Regions from separate parts of the Mus musculus genome. Here regions 1, 2, 3 and 4 are each linked to region 5. A link is a contact called in public Hi-C and promoter capture Hi-C data. All regions are on one chromosome and are shown on one strand. Each heading gives the region's core, a stretch centred on a gene start, on an enhancer-like site or on the middle of the called end of the contact. The rest is flanking DNA. Distances are from core to core; before and after follow the strand shown. Region 1 holds the start of Gpd2 (glycerol phosphate dehydrogenase 2, mitochondrial). Region 2 holds the start of Epc2 (enhancer of polycomb homolog 2). Region 3 holds the start of Cytip (cytohesin 1 interacting protein). Region 4 holds the start of Mbd5 (methyl-CpG binding domain protein 5). Region 5 holds the start of Arl6ip6 (ADP-ribosylation factor-like 6 interacting protein 6).

Region 1 (2,749 bases), core at 194-2,693, 4.0 Mb after region 5:
AAACGCATTGAACTTCTAAGTAAATATTTGAGATCTGAAAAACAGGAAAACCGAAAGTCAGTGGCTTACTTCTAGGGCTCTCAAACTAGAATCCTTTAGGACCGAGCTATTGAACATCAGCTCTCAACCCTTAGTGTGAATCTGGACCTCTGTAATGCTTGGTTAGGTCTGGAGCTGGAACTCGGATGTTTGGGACTCAGGTAGCCACTAGCTCAGATTGTTTGCATTTCTGCCAAGTTCTCAGGTGATGCTGTACCAGGCACCATAGCTGTACTGTGAAAGGCACATTTTAAACGCTAAAGATTCCCTGGCTTATTTCCAAACCCTTTCAGTGGTACAGCGACAGAAGCTTAGTTCGTAAATTTAGCGTGTCCAAGGCCAGGAACAAGTTCTTTTGCCTTTACAGAGGGTTTGTTTGCCATAAGTTACTGTGAGTTTGTGACCCCAAACTATAGGCATTTCTACAGGGTTTAAGAATACTATGTATGTGACTTAGCAATTGATTACTAAACACTGCTACAATTTCCTTCAAACTAATTTGGCACGAGGAGCTTTTCGGATCAGTCCCTGCCTACTTTTCAACACCATAATCTCAGGATTTAAAGTGGGGTCTTTCGGAACCCGAACTGAGCCCTCCTTGGGTACCCTTGGTTTTGCTTAACCCTTTTAGTTGCAACAAGTGAGCTGGGCATGCTCAGTGGGCAGGGTCGGGTTGGGAGGGGGTGCAAGTGGGAAGCCTGTGGCTCCGCAGCCAGGGTTCTCCGCCTCCCCCCACCTGTACGAGGCCCGGCCCGCTGGGCCAGCGCTCAGCATCCCACCCTTGCTGATTTGGCTTGTTCTTCTCAGCGGGTCCCGGTGCTAACATTCAGGCCCGGGGTCCACAGGCCTGGAGCGCCCACAGAACACGCTGGGGTATCTGGGCCGAGAGCTGCAGGCCGAGTCCCTAGAGTCCCCCGACTCCTAGACGCCTTTCTAGGCCCAGGGAAGCCTGGCGGCTGGGAGGCGCGGAGGAGGGGACGCCGGATCTAAGGGCGCGCGACGGGTGATCAGGTAAGGCAACCCCGGTAGGCAGCAGGCGGGGGAAACGTCCTCCCCCTAGGGCAGATGGCAGGAGTGGCCCGCGTGGGGAGGGACAGAAACCCAACACCACAGCGGCTTCCCCGGCCTAGCTCAGCCCTCTCTTCTTTCCTCCAGCTAGCAAGGAGTGGCAGGGTATGGAGTCGTGCTCCGCCGGGGCTCAGGGCAGGATCGATAACCTCGGGCATGGCCAGCCCACGTCCCTGCGAGACCCAGAGCGCCGGGTCTGCAGCCGCCCTTTCCCACCGGCTGCACTTCCGCATTTCCCTGCCGGGCAGAGTCGCCCGGGCCGCGGTGTCGCGGCGAAGGCGGTGGCTGAGTTGCCGGATCATCCCCCGGGGAGGCGGAGGCGCACGAGGGGAGGAGGAAGTGGCCGGGAGGGGCGTCGGCGGGCGGGTCGGGTTACGGTGGCCCCGCCTGACCCGGTGACATCCCGGCGCGCTCGCCGCGAGCTCAGGGCCACTCTGGTTCTCGGTGAGGCCGACTCCGTTCTGGCTGGAGGATCCTGACTCCCTTGCTCGCCGACCCCTTGCGCGTGACGACCGATCTCAGGTGTGTGCGTCCTGGCGACCTGGTCCTCTGCCTCGGCTTCTAGGAGGAAGTGGTCCCTCTCTGACTTGTGTGACTCGGTGGGACTGCGGTGTGGCGGAGGTGGAGGTGGTGGTGGCGGGAAACTGGGGCGAGACTGTGAATTTGTTCCCACCAACGGAGGAGGAGCACAATTCTCATTCAGGGTTAGGCGAGACTGGAATACGTTTGAGATACGCTTTACCTAGCTGGAGGCAGGGCGTTCCCACATCAATGAAACTTTATGCAAAGTTTTAACTTGTGAAAGTGGCTTGTCTGATGCGGAGGCTTGCTGTTTCCTTCTGAGGTGAGGCGGGGAAGACCCTTCTGCAAGGGGGAGGAGGCTTTCTTTGAGAAACTCAGTTGCCGGGGTGTGACTGGCCCAGGAGGAAATGCAAAGTGTACACCGGCAACAGCCTCCTCTCTCCGCAAAGCAACTGTGTCTTGCCAAAGAAAGTTTGCTGAGTGCTGCAGCTTTAGGAAGGCTTTTAGCAGGTGATGGTCCCTAGACCGTCCTTTATCCCTTAGGAAGATATACGTACTCCTGAAACAGCCTTCCTCAAGCAACACAAGTTCTTACAAAAGTTCAATGACAGGGGCATCTAAGTGTTACAAGAAGTAAATATCCCAGGGGTTGCTACAGAAACAGCCAAAAGTTACATTTGTCAATTTGTGTGAGTAGGTGAGAGAAGGAAGTTGCCCTGTTTGCTTAAAACAAAACTTTGTATCTTGCATGTATTTCAAAGTTTGAGAGTCTTGGAATTTCTCTTTTTGAACGTGGAAAGTGCTGGTGATGGCCTCTCTGGGACCATGGGGCTTCTTGGGAGCTGTTGGTTAGCATATGGGGCCTGGATGCCATTGCCCAGTGGATAGCATGTGCTGTCTCTGGGGCCTTAATGATGAGTGTTGAAACCTCCCCCTGTTTCTCATAGAGACATTAGTCAAACGACCACACTTCCTTCATTTTAGCAACCTAACCCTTCACCTCAGTGAACAATGGGAAAGAATTTGGGATGAGAGACAAAACTGTTAGAACTCTGCTTTCTGAGAGCATTAGTCACATAGTCACCTTATAAATAAGTCATTCTAGGAACCATGGGAAGGC
Region 2 (2,700 bases), core at 60-2,559, 3.7 Mb before region 5:
GGGGGGAGAGGGAGGGAAAAAAAAGCAGGGAGAGAAGAAAATAGAGAAAAATAATGGGTGGCAATGAAGAGAGATAGATGGTTTTGCTATATTAAGACATGACAAAGAAACCCGTTTTTATTGTTGGACTTTAGCAAACCATCTACCCTTTTATGAGCTAGGTAGGGTATTTTTCAATGATTAGAAAATGGTAAAACTGTTGCACAGTGAGGCAATTTGCTTAGAAACATGTACTGCTTAAAGACTAAGAAACTGCAACAAAGGTTTGTATCAATAGTGACTAGTATTTAATTGAGTCAATTTGATTCCTTTTTGCAGAGCTTTTGCAAACCACTTCTGGCCAAAACTATGTCTAATTTCTTTGACCTGTCACAGCAACTGACTATAGATGTCATGTGGTAATTAACTTTCCATCACTCTTTTGTGTGGTCTGTATCATTTTCTTCAAGAATTTACTTTTTTTTTTTTTTTTTTTTTGGCCCATCATCTTTGCAGCTGCCCTTTCAAGTAGTTACGACTCTTGTTACTAATTATCCAGCAGTTTAGTTGTAACACAGTAACACGCAAACTAATTGGAGTCCGGAACTTTATTAAACTCTTTTTGAGTCGTCACTGTAACCAGTGTTTTCACATACTTTGGTTAGAGATTTCAAGAAATGCCAACCATCAAACTAAGAAAGTTTGGATGACAGGTGCAAGTCCGCTTGTTGCCGCGTCCAGCAACTATTTCAAGTAGCAGTCTCCAACTACTGACCCTCCTGTCTACCCGAGCATCCTCTCGGCGGTGCCTAACTCTGGAGAGCTCCTCTGGACAGGGACTGCCCAAGTTCTCAGGGCGCGAGACGCAGCAGGGCTGTGCCTCTCGGCGTGGGCAGACGCAGCGGACTTGTCGGACCTCCCCGGGGATGCGCAAACCCGAGGCGCGAAACCAGCCAGCAGGCGCCGGGGCGAGCAGAGCTGTCCAAGTGCAGACTCGAGGGGCGGCCGGTGGCCCGGGGGCGGAGGCCTCCTGTCCCCCCGAGGCGAGCGGTCCTAGGCACTGAGCCTTCCCGAGGGAGCCCCGCGCGGAGCGAGTCGGCGGCGGAGGCACCGAGGCGCCCGCTCCGGAGCCGGGGACCGAGCGCACCTGGCACCTGCCGCCCCGCCTGCGTGCCGAGCGTCCCGCCGAGGAGGGCCACCGGGACTCGGCTCGCTCTCGCCGGCTGGGCTGGCCGCGCCTCGCCGCGGAGAGAGTGGGTGGGCAGGCAGGGGAGGGAAAGGAAGGAGGGAGGGAGGGAGGGAGGGAGAGGGCGACGCGCGTCCCCGAGGCGGGGGCGCGCTCTCGCGCGGGCTGCCGGGATCGCTCGCCGCCGCTGTGGTAATGTCCGCCATGTTGGCCATGGCGCAGGGAGCGGATCGGGCGGGCGAGCGGCGGATCTAGAGTGTGGAAGCGGCCGCGGGCGGCGGGGGGCTGTTCTGGGGCGGGGTGGGCGCCCATGCTGGGGCCGGGGGCACTGCGGAGGAGGAGGAGGAGCGGGCCGGCCGCGCTGCACTGAGGAAGGAGGTGGAGGAGGCGGCGGGAGTGCTCCCCCCCCCTCCCCGCCCGCCCCGCCGCCGCCGCCCGGGCTGTTCCTGTAAGGCGGGGAGACAATGAGTAAACTCTCCTTCCGAGCGCGGGCGCTGGACGCCGCCAAACCGCTGCCCATCTACCGCGGCAAGGACATGCCTGATCTCAACGACTGCGTCTCCATCAACCGGGCCGTGCCCCAGATGCCCACCGGGATGGAGAAGGAGGAGGAATCGGTAGGGACTCGAGTGTTTATTACCCCCCCCTTCCCTCCTCCCCCCTCCCCTTTGTCAGCCGGGCCTCGCCATTCACAGAGCGCTTCTACGCTCGCTGGAGGGCGCCGCTGCCGCTGCGCGCTCCGGACCCTACGCCGGCGGAGTAGCGTAAACCCGTCGGCCGGCGCAGCGCCCGCCCGCGGCCGCCATGTTGTTGCGTCCCAGTGTTGTGATTAGCTCTCGGCGCCGCTTACGCTGCCGTAAGGGGGCCCTGCCGTAAGCAGCGGCCGGGAATGGCGCAGGGATGCGCCGGCCCGCACTTGGCGTACAGCCTCTGTTTACCTCGTAGACATCTCGCCGGGAGCGGGGTTAATGGGTCGAGAAAGGGTCCTTGGGCTAAGGCGCTATTTTCGTTGCGTTTTAAAATTTGTGCGTGCACGAAATTGCCTTTGAAACAAACGATCTCGGGAAAGTAGAGCTCTTTCAAAACATGCATCTTCCTGCTAGTGGGGTGATGGGTGATGGTTTGCGCTGCCCGCTAGAGGTGCCGCGGGAGTAGGCGATGCATCCCTGCGGCCGGGCAGCGACCCCCGGTCCGGACTCTGCGTTAGCGAGTCCTCTGATCTGCACGCCGGCTTCGCCTGCCGGGCTGGCCCCTCCTCGGTTGTGCGGAATTAGGACGGAGCCCGAATGCTTGAAACTGGCCTCCAGGCCCGCGCTTCCCGTGCAGCGAGCGTCCGGGGAAGTTGCATGCGGGATGGCTGTTTACAACTTGAGGGCTCAGAGCGTCCGCATTGACAGTTGCGTTTTTGACCAGATGTTAAAATTTGGACAAAATGCTGTTTCCTTCTTCCCGGGGGTTAAGTTATACCCAAGACTGAATTTCCTCCGATTTGACAGTGTTTACGACTCTGGAGTGTTGTTACTTGTGTGCGGAGT
Region 3 (2,700 bases), core at 86-2,585, 5.0 Mb after region 5:
CCTGACTCTCCCCTACGCTTCAACTTTGTAATGCTGAAGTTAGATGAGCTCAGAGGAGAACACAATATGCACAATGTAGTAAGCCACAAAGCTGTGTTTTAAGTCAGTTCTAAACATCTTGTGCATGACTGTTTATATAAATTCAAATACACACCTTGGACCTTATAGAAAAGTATATGATCAAAATACATAAAGTGGTATATAGTTCATTCTTATGTATTACAAATGGAAGACCAAAGATTCAGAACAAATTCACTAGACACATACTTTTCCAGTTGAGTTTTCATCTCTAAAGACATTTCATAAAAATTTTCGAACAGCCTTTATTGAGTGCTGAGTGCCCTGTACATTTCCTTACTTAAAGGGCAGAGGGTTCAAGGAAGTTGTTTCTGCTGTTACCTAATCAAGTGAATGGAGTTTAGTTTGATAGCTTCCTTTTCAGAAAGACATAATGTGAGGGGGGCAGCTACCAACTTGCTCTGTATGCCACAGCTACCAAGCAGCCCATTCACCTCCCCGAAATAGTCCTACTTCCCAATAGCCCAAGGTTCTATCATTGCTCCAGGACTGAAGAATTCACTTGGCTGACAGAGGTAGTGTTCAAGGAGAAGTCTTCTCTCGATTGTGAACTGACGGGGCCTGGAGGTAAGCCCAGAGGGAGACAATGAACAGACACACAAACGGAGGAGTGTTGATCGTGTGGGTTGTGTACCTGTAAACGACCTTCATGTTCATTGTTCTCAACAACTTTCATTTTACCTGAGCACATCTTTAAATGAAGATAAATATTTGAGTCTTACTTTAAAAAAAAAAAAAAGTGACTGTTTTTCTATCCTTCAACTGTGATACTATCTCTGGTAGACATGTCACCTCCCCCCTCACATGTACTCTCAGTCATTAACTCCTAAGTTAATTGGGTAGTAGACAGAGGTTCTCCTCAGGGAAAAGAACTCTCCTTTGAATAAGAACCGAAATGACTCCTAAGCGCGGGGAATAAGGCTGGTAGTCAAAGTTAACAGAGACACGCAGGAGCAGGTACCACTTTCAGCAGAGGTCAGGCAAACGTGAACACTCTAGACAGCGCAGCAACCTTACCTGCTTTCGTCCCCGGGGCAAAGTAGCTACAGTGTCTGCCAGCACTTGAATCCTTCGGTTGTCTTCCATCGTGAGCTGGCCCGTGAGGACGGAGTAGGAGCCGTAGGCAGAGTCAGCACAGTACTCCAAATTGCCATTGCTGCCCTGCCGCTGCAGAAACCTTTGCAGAGACATTGTGGGCAAAGATTAATCCCGCCAACACATGGTTCCCTGGCCTTGCAGGAGGGAGGAAGCGAAATGCACAGCCCTCTGACACGCAGTCGAAAAAGTAGCAAAGCCAACAGAACCCATGTGACTGCTGTGGTTTGAGACACTGTTGCACAAAGCCTATAGAGGAGGTCACTCCTACTCTCCAGTGCTCCTGAGAGAACCTTGCGTTCCTTTTCTACAATTAAAAAAAAAAAAAAAGAAAAAGAAAAAAATCAGTGTACTTTTCCTCCCTCAAACAGCCGGAACATAGAGTTTGATACTCTATGGCTACGGGTACTCAAAACAGAATTTTCCAGAGAAAGAAAAGAAAAGAAAACAACTTTGTTCAAGTTCGCTCATTTGCTTCCTACCCGTTTGCTCATTTAATATTAGCACCCCCGTGCACTTAACAGACTGTGCCCTCACTCACTCTTTTGGCTGTAAATGTCACAGGTGCTGGCCAGGTTGTTCTCTGGTAAAGTCCTTGTGGTGTTCCTCCCTCTACCTCATTAAAGTTCATCAAAAATGCATTCTGTCCCTAGAGCTGTAGCCGTTTGACATTCACCTAATTGCCTTTATGCCGCTTTATTCTTACCGCAATTACCCATCAGCTTTATAAGAACATAACGGGGAGGGGAAGGAAAGGCAGCGTATTTAGTGCAGAACATTGTTCGTATCTGGGGCTACTCATACCTACAACTTTAGGGGGGAAGAAAGCAGTGGGAAAGAAGGGGGTAGTCAAGCTGAGATAACACAGGATGGTTCCTGTGGCAGTGTGCCATCACGGTGGGGGGAGGGACTTGAAAACAGTTGCTTTTTTTATTTTTTAAATTTTGTATTTTTCAAGTAGTTGAAGATAACGGGTTTCACCCAGAAGCAGGAAAGTACGTAAAAGGCAGAATCAAAGCAAAAATAAAAAGGAGAAGTTTTAAATAGCACAGAAGTCAAACACGCACGTAAAAGTCGTTTGGAAGGTCACTACTAGAGTTTACAAGAGTTAGAAAAGCTCCGAGCTAGAATGGAATGCGTGCACTAGAACTCGAAGTGGGTTCAACCCAAGCAGAACTGGCCAAGTGTGAGTCATAAAGTCGTCAGAATTAATGAAAAGAGGAAGCCGGATCGGAGAACGGTAACGCTCTAACACAGCATGACTCCTTACTGTTGGAACTGAATAAGAATAGAAAGAAGACGATGTCCCTTAAAACATATAAAATCTAAGTTGGAGATTACAAGCACACATCCTTCTAGGGGGCAGATATGTGTAATTCAAAAGAAAGTGCTGGTAACTTTGGTAGCTTAACAATTTTTTTTTTCCTCTAGGAATTTTACAGTCAGGTAAATGTGTTAATACTTGCAAACATTGAATCAAGCCAAGTTCTATAGATGAAAACAGTAACTGTACAAATTCAGTGTTAT
Region 4 (2,844 bases), core at 121-2,620, 4.2 Mb before region 5:
GTTTTCTAATAAAAATTTTAGGGCACTGGAGTTTTGTTTTGAACCCATCTGACATAATTACCTCCCTAGGACGAAGGAAAAAAAAAAAAAAGCACCGTGCAATGGATACATTAAATAGCGTACTGTATAGACTTGCACCAAGAACAATTCGGGAAAATGTGTAACTTTTAACAGACTGAATCCTACTGAGCAGAACTAAAATAGTTAAGACTAAGTAAGAGTAAGTGCGAAGATCTCCGATTTTGAATTTTTTTTAATGTAACTTGGATTATTAAAGACGAGGTAATAGTCCTCCGATGTATCTTGACAAAAACCAGCTAAAAGACTAACGAAGAAAGTTAAAATGAAAAAGAAGCCGTTATTTCACTATAAAAAAAAGAAACACCCAGACAAAAAGCTTTCTCTTTAGCTCCACAAGAAAAGAATATTTCAAGGCTTTTCTTTTTTAGTGACAAAACTCTGTATGAAAGACCAAACAATCCCAAGCATCCTCAAACGGGCAGTCTTTTGTGTTTGCAGCATTAAGGCAGAGAGCATGCAGGGAGCCCTCACTCAGACCTTTCCTGCCCGTTCCTTGCCTACATGCCTACAGCTTCTCCAAAATCCCAAAGAAAACAGAAAAGTCAGGAAGGCAGGATGTGTATGAGCAAGGCTACCGCAGAAGCTGATCAAAAGGCACACATCTGGTTAGGTTTTTCCAAATATGTCGCACGCTCTAAAGCAGGTAGTGCTTCTCTCTCTGCAGAGAACCTGACCTCTCAACACTGCCCAATCATGTTCCTCACCCAAAAGCCTTCTGTAGCCCGTCTCTGCTGAGCTCTGTGCCCGCTTCGTCCACAGCAGCTCCCGGAAGCCGAGAGCCAGGGGCAGGCCTCCTGCTTTAGGCCTACCCGGCCTGCACGAGCCTCCCACTCCCCTCAGATTGTCCACCCGCCCGTAGCCACTGCGGCCCTCACCTTGCCTACGAGACCGGCCTTACCTCTCCCAGTCAAGCCTGCCTAAATCGGGCAAAGCCGGCCGCCGCCGACGGTGAGGACCGAAGGATGTTCACCACCTTCTCAGTCCCGCTGCTCCTACTGCAGCCCACCGCGCACAGCAACTCCCAGCATGCACGGCGACCGGCCGGCTTTGGCGGCCCCGCCCCCGCTCCGCCCCACCACGTGACCTGCTTTCAGGTCGGTCCCCGCCTACTTCCGTCCCTCCGCTCTCCCAGAGGAGGGAGGAGGCAGCTGGGGCTGCTCTAGAGTAGCAACTTCCTCCCTCTTCCCGCCCCCGCCCGGCTACCCCCTGCTTACAATGGCTTCCGGGTCGCCAGCGCCTTGGAGCCTTCTGGGAAAACCATCTCATTTCCTCCCCTCCCCCTCCTCCTTGCCTTCCACCAACCAGCCTCCCGTCAGAACGGGACATGCGCAGTGAGTGCCTCCCGTCTCGTCTCCCCGAGCCCCCCCTCCCCCCCAAGCAGAGAGACCCCAGCAGCAGCAGCAGCTGATGATGAAGAGAGAGGCAGTGGCAGAGGGGGGGCACCTTTTATTTCTATTTTTAAAGGGACAGGACACTAATTTTACCCCACTTCAACCTTGAATTGAGGGGGGTGGGGGGAAGGCGGCCGAGTTCCTCCCCCACCCTCCAGCTCTGAGCCCCGAGTGGGGGAATTGAGCCTGAGAGAGGAGAGGAGTTTCTTCTTCTTAGAAAAACCCCCATCCACGACTCCTACCCGCTCAGCCCTCCACACGCCTGCTTCCAGAGCCCCCTCCACCCTCCTTCTCTGTGGCCGGGAGAGAAGGAGAGAAAGAGACCAAAAGCCTCTTAGCAACACAGACCCTTGGCTGCTGCTGCTGCTACTGCTGCTGCTGCTGCTGCTGTTGCTGTTGCTGCTGCTTGGCCCTGGCTGAAGACATCTCCCTACACCGGGAGCAGCCACTTCCCCAGCTCTCCTCCTCCTCCTTCGCCTCCTCCTCCTCCACTCCCCCCCTTTATTACCCTTTGTGTCATCCTCCACAGCTCCAGGGAAGGCACTCAAAAGTGGGGGGCAGGAAAGGTAAGTGTGTCTGTGGGGGCTCCATTGCCTTCCTCTGGCTCTGACTTTCACTCCGGGGCAGCAGTAGCACCAAACCTCATACGCAGTGGAGCTCCGGGGTGAGGAGGGGGTGGTGCTGGGGGGGGGGGGAGTGAAGGAGGGGCGGGAGTGAGGAGGGGTGTGTGAGGTGGGGTGTCCACCCTGTCAGGGAAGGAAGGACACTTTTATTTTTATTTGCTGTTGTCAAAAGTGCTTTCTCCAGCTAACATCTGATTGTGTCTTGCTTCACTGGGGGAGAATACAAAAACAACCCCCTCCTTCCTCCAATGAGGCGCCAGGGAAAGAGACAGAAAAGAGGCATACTTTCTGGATGTCACTTAAAAAATTACGTTTGGAGAGATTTTTTTTTCCTCTTTCCTCAGGAAAAGCTGCCTGCATTTGTTTCTGAGTGGGAAAATGTCGGGATCTGAATTGTGTTGGAACTGCTTTAACCAGTTGTAGACCTGAGTGTTTCTCTCTCTTTGCTTGTCTGTGGCTTGGATATTGACTTTAGTGTTGAAAGACTTGACTGGTTTTACGTTAGGTGTTTAGCTTCTCCATTTTTCATTTTGTCTGAATGGCATAGCGAATTTCAAATTTTACTTCATAAGGCCTTTGGTTGGATTTTACACTTGTCTCTCTCTCTCTCTCTTTTTTTTTTTTTGTAAAAAATATTTGCTTCATGTTTGACTATATATTTAAAGCTTAAAATGCTTAAAGTTTAAATGCCATTGGTATTCTCTTTTCCCACATACCTTTCTGGTATTCATTTTCCACAACATGGAAAT
Region 5 (2,704 bases), core at 162-2,661:
ATCACCACCACTCCCGGAGAAATAAGACCGCAGCAGCCGCTCCTTAAGTCCCACAGACTTAAGTGTCCCTACTGTAAGTCAAGCCTGGGGCTCTCAGATGCACAGTCCGCCCGGGGCCCAGCACCTTCCTTCTTCCTAAGGCATCTATCTACCTAGGCCAAGACCACTGGCAAGTCCAAGGTCCCACCTATTTCTTTGTGTGTTCCCGCCCTCCATCTCTCCCCCTTGGGACGTAGCCCACCATCTGCAGCTCTCTTCCTGATATGCTCTTCTCCGTTTGGAGAGAGCTTCCTGTTTCTCTGACTCGGTTTTTCATTGTGCCGCTTTCCCCTACCCCGCCGATCCCTTACCGAGGGCCGTCTCCTCAGGAAGCCGTCAGCAGAGACCCAAGAACTGGAGCACAGGTTTGAGCCGGACAATCTCCGCTCCCCGTCCCCGGGACCCCGCGAGGGAGGTTGGCTCTCCATTTCACTCACCATGAGGCCTCCACGCTCGGCTCCAGTCCCCGGCCTCATCGTCGGGCTCAGACTGCTCCGTCGGCGGCCACTGCCGCTGCACATACCAACAAGAAGCGATCTGAGTGGCTGGCGCCCGCCGGGGCCAAAGGGTAAAGGCTGCCCTGAGCTGCGGGGCGGGATCAGCGGGGCCAATAAACTGACAGGCTTCCCTACTGTCCAATCAGAGCGCGAGACCGACAGGCAGCTCTGCGGCGATTCGCCCCCTGCCTCGCTCGGCGTCGCCTGCATGGAGGGGGGGGGAGGGGGGACGGAGGAAGTTTCTGCGTCGAGTGCTCTGCCGGGGAAACTCTACCAACTTCCCCCAGGAAAGGGGACACGGCGGGGACCCAGATTCCCGGGTTCGGGCCACCGCACCCCGTCGGGGGGTGGGGCAGTGGCGTCCAGCCCCTCGCCCTAGTTACGTTCGCCCCACAAACCTGAGGCCACCAGGGGTGGGGTGGGGGTGGGGCGGGGGAAGCGGCACCCGGCGTTAGCGGCCTAGTGCGCGCGCGCGCGGTTGCCCTGGGGAGGGGGTCGTGCCTTTGGGGGTGGGGGGGAGAAACTCGAGAGCTGCGCGCGCGCCCGGCATAGTGAAGGGCGGAGGCGCGAACTGTATCTGGCGGGGAGCGGTAAAGACAGAGATCTCTCGCCCGAGGGAGGAAGCGACTGGCGGTTAGGAAGGCGCGGAACTGCGGTCATGGGGCTCGAGAGGTGCGTGCCCACAGGACCCGAAAGGGTGGAATAAATGAGAGTGTTGTCGCGGCGGGCCATGGGCGCGCGCTCCCACGGCGCCTCCGGAAGCGGAGTCCCCGGGTAACCCGCTCTTGCACTCCCCTACGGTTCTGCGCGCGGTGGTTGGGTCCGCCGACGGCCGTCTCTGATTGGCTGTAGCCGGGGCGGGGCGTGGCGGTGGTGGACAGCCGACCTTCGCGGGACTCTCAGTCTTTCCCGCCATGTCGTTCGTGGAGAGTTGGAGGTTTGCGGGCGCGCGGAGGCGCCGTCAGGTTACCCCAGGCCCTGCGACTCGGCCCGGGTATTCCGACTACACTCAGGGGGACAGCTGGGGTGAGGGCGAAGGCGACGAAGACGAGGGATGCGACCAAGTGGCCCGCGACTTGCGGGCAGAGTTCTCAGCCAGGGCGTCGTCGGAGACCAAGAGGGCCCCGCTACTCCCCCGGGTCGGGGACGGGTCTCCGGTCCTGCCGGATAAGCGCAACGGCATCTTCCCGGCCACTGCGGCCAAGCGAACCCAGGCTCGGCGGTGGCCCATCCAAGCCCTTTCCATTCTCTGTTCGCTGCTGTTCGCCGTCCTCCTTGCTTTCCTTCTCGCCATCGCCTACATGATCGTTAAAGGTATTGAAGCCCAGGCCTTGAAAGGCTGTCCAGCGTAAAGTGCAGCCAGTACATCACACGCCCCCATTCACACTCTCCTCCCAAAGCGTTCCCTCGAGACTGCTATCGTCCCTTTTGTCTTCTCTCCCTAGATGGACGTCCTTGCTCCGTCATGAGACCCATTTAGAAAAGATCTTTGGCTAAATCTACAGTCTTTAATGCCGTAAAGGCATTGAACACTTTGAGTTGAAACAGCAGAGCCCCTTACTTTTAAAAGGATCAAAAAAGTACGTGTAAGAAAGTACTGCTGTACGTCCTAAGGCTGATGTTAAGAGACATGCTGGGTTTGCACTGTTCTCTGAACCTAGGACAAGGATCCCCACCCCCACCCCATCCCAAGTTTCTACTTTTCTCTCTCTCTCTCTCTTTCTTTCTTTTTTTCTTTTTTGAGACAGGGTTTCTCTGTATAGACCTGGCTGTCCTGGAACTCACTTTGTAGACCAAACTGGCTGGCTTTCTTTCTTTCTTTTTTTTTTTTAATATTCTTTTTTAAAAATTTTTATTAGATATTTTCTTCATTTACATTTTAAATGCTATCCTGAAAGCCCCCTATACTCCCCCCCCCCCCGCCCTCTCGCCCTGCCCCCCTACCCACCCACTCCCACTACTTGGCCCTGGCATTCCCCTGTACTGGGGTATATAAAGTTTACAAGACTAAGGGGCCTCTCTTGCCAATGATGGCCGACTAGGCCATCTTTTGATACATATGCAGCTAGAGTCAAGAACTCCGGGGTGCTGGTTAGTTCATATTGCTGTTCCACCTATAGGGTTGCAGTTCCCATTAGCTCCTTGGGTACTTTCTCTAGCTCCTCCAT

What was found. Promoter capture Hi-C pulls out the DNA fragments that hold promoters and counts their contacts. A called contact is a pair of places that touch in the nucleus more often than the background predicts.
Region 1: a Hi-C map of CD8 T cells shows a contact between it and region 5, with 11 times the contacts expected there. The contact joins the promoter of Gpd2 here to the promoter of Arl6ip6 in region 5. A contact is called at or near these places in 2 of 39 promoter capture datasets (cranial neural crest and pre-B cells) and 1 of 484 Hi-C or Micro-C datasets (CD8 T cells).
Region 2: a contact with region 5 is called in a Hi-C map of muscle stem cells, with 7 times the contacts expected there. The contact joins the promoter of Epc2 here to the promoter of Arl6ip6 in region 5. A contact is called at or near these places in 1 of 39 promoter capture datasets (pre-B cells) and 3 of 484 Hi-C or Micro-C datasets (CD4 T cells, muscle stem cells and regulatory T cells).
Region 3: a promoter capture Hi-C map of pre-B cells shows a contact between it and region 5. The contact joins the promoter of Cytip here to the promoter of Arl6ip6 in region 5. A contact is called at or near these places in 2 of 39 promoter capture datasets (the C10 cell line and pre-B cells) and 1 of 484 Hi-C or Micro-C datasets (B cells).
Region 4: a contact with region 5 is called in a promoter capture Hi-C map of pre-B cells. The contact joins the promoter of Mbd5 here to the promoter of Arl6ip6 in region 5. A contact is called at or near these places in 1 of 39 promoter capture datasets (pre-B cells) and 2 of 484 Hi-C or Micro-C datasets (B cells and CD8 T cells).

What each region holds. Positions count from the first base shown.
Region 1 is chr2:57,236,939-57,239,687 of GRCm38.p6, forward strand. Gpd2 (glycerol phosphate dehydrogenase 2, mitochondrial) reads left to right here and starts at 1,444. Exons shown (of 17, transcript NM_010274.3): 1 at 1,444-1,629.
Region 2 is chr2:49,450,177-49,452,876 of GRCm38.p6, forward strand. It overlaps Epc2 (enhancer of polycomb homolog 2), which reads left to right and starts at 1,310. Exons shown (of 14, transcript NM_172663.4): 1 at 1,310-1,782. The coding sequence starts at 1,630.
Region 3 is chr2:58,158,787-58,161,486 of GRCm38.p6, forward strand. It overlaps Cytip (cytohesin 1 interacting protein), which reads right to left and starts at 1,336. Exons shown (of 8, transcript NM_139200.4): 1 at 1,096-1,336. The coding sequence starts at 1,269.
Region 4 is chr2:48,948,138-48,950,981 of GRCm38.p6, forward strand. Mbd5 (methyl-CpG binding domain protein 5) reads left to right here and starts at 1,371. Exons shown (of 17, transcript NM_029924.2): 1 at 1,371-1,412. Orc4 (origin recognition complex, subunit 4) reads right to left here and starts at 1,130. Exons shown (of 14, transcript NM_011958.4): 1 at 980-1,130.
Region 5 is chr2:53,190,673-53,193,376 of GRCm38.p6, forward strand. Arl6ip6 (ADP-ribosylation factor-like 6 interacting protein 6) reads left to right here and starts at 1,412. Exons shown (of 4, transcript NM_022989.4): 1 at 1,412-1,850. The coding sequence starts at 1,451. It overlaps Prpf40a (pre-mRNA processing factor 40A), which reads right to left and starts at 582. Exons shown (of 26, transcript NM_018785.3): 1 at 351-582. The coding sequence starts at 560.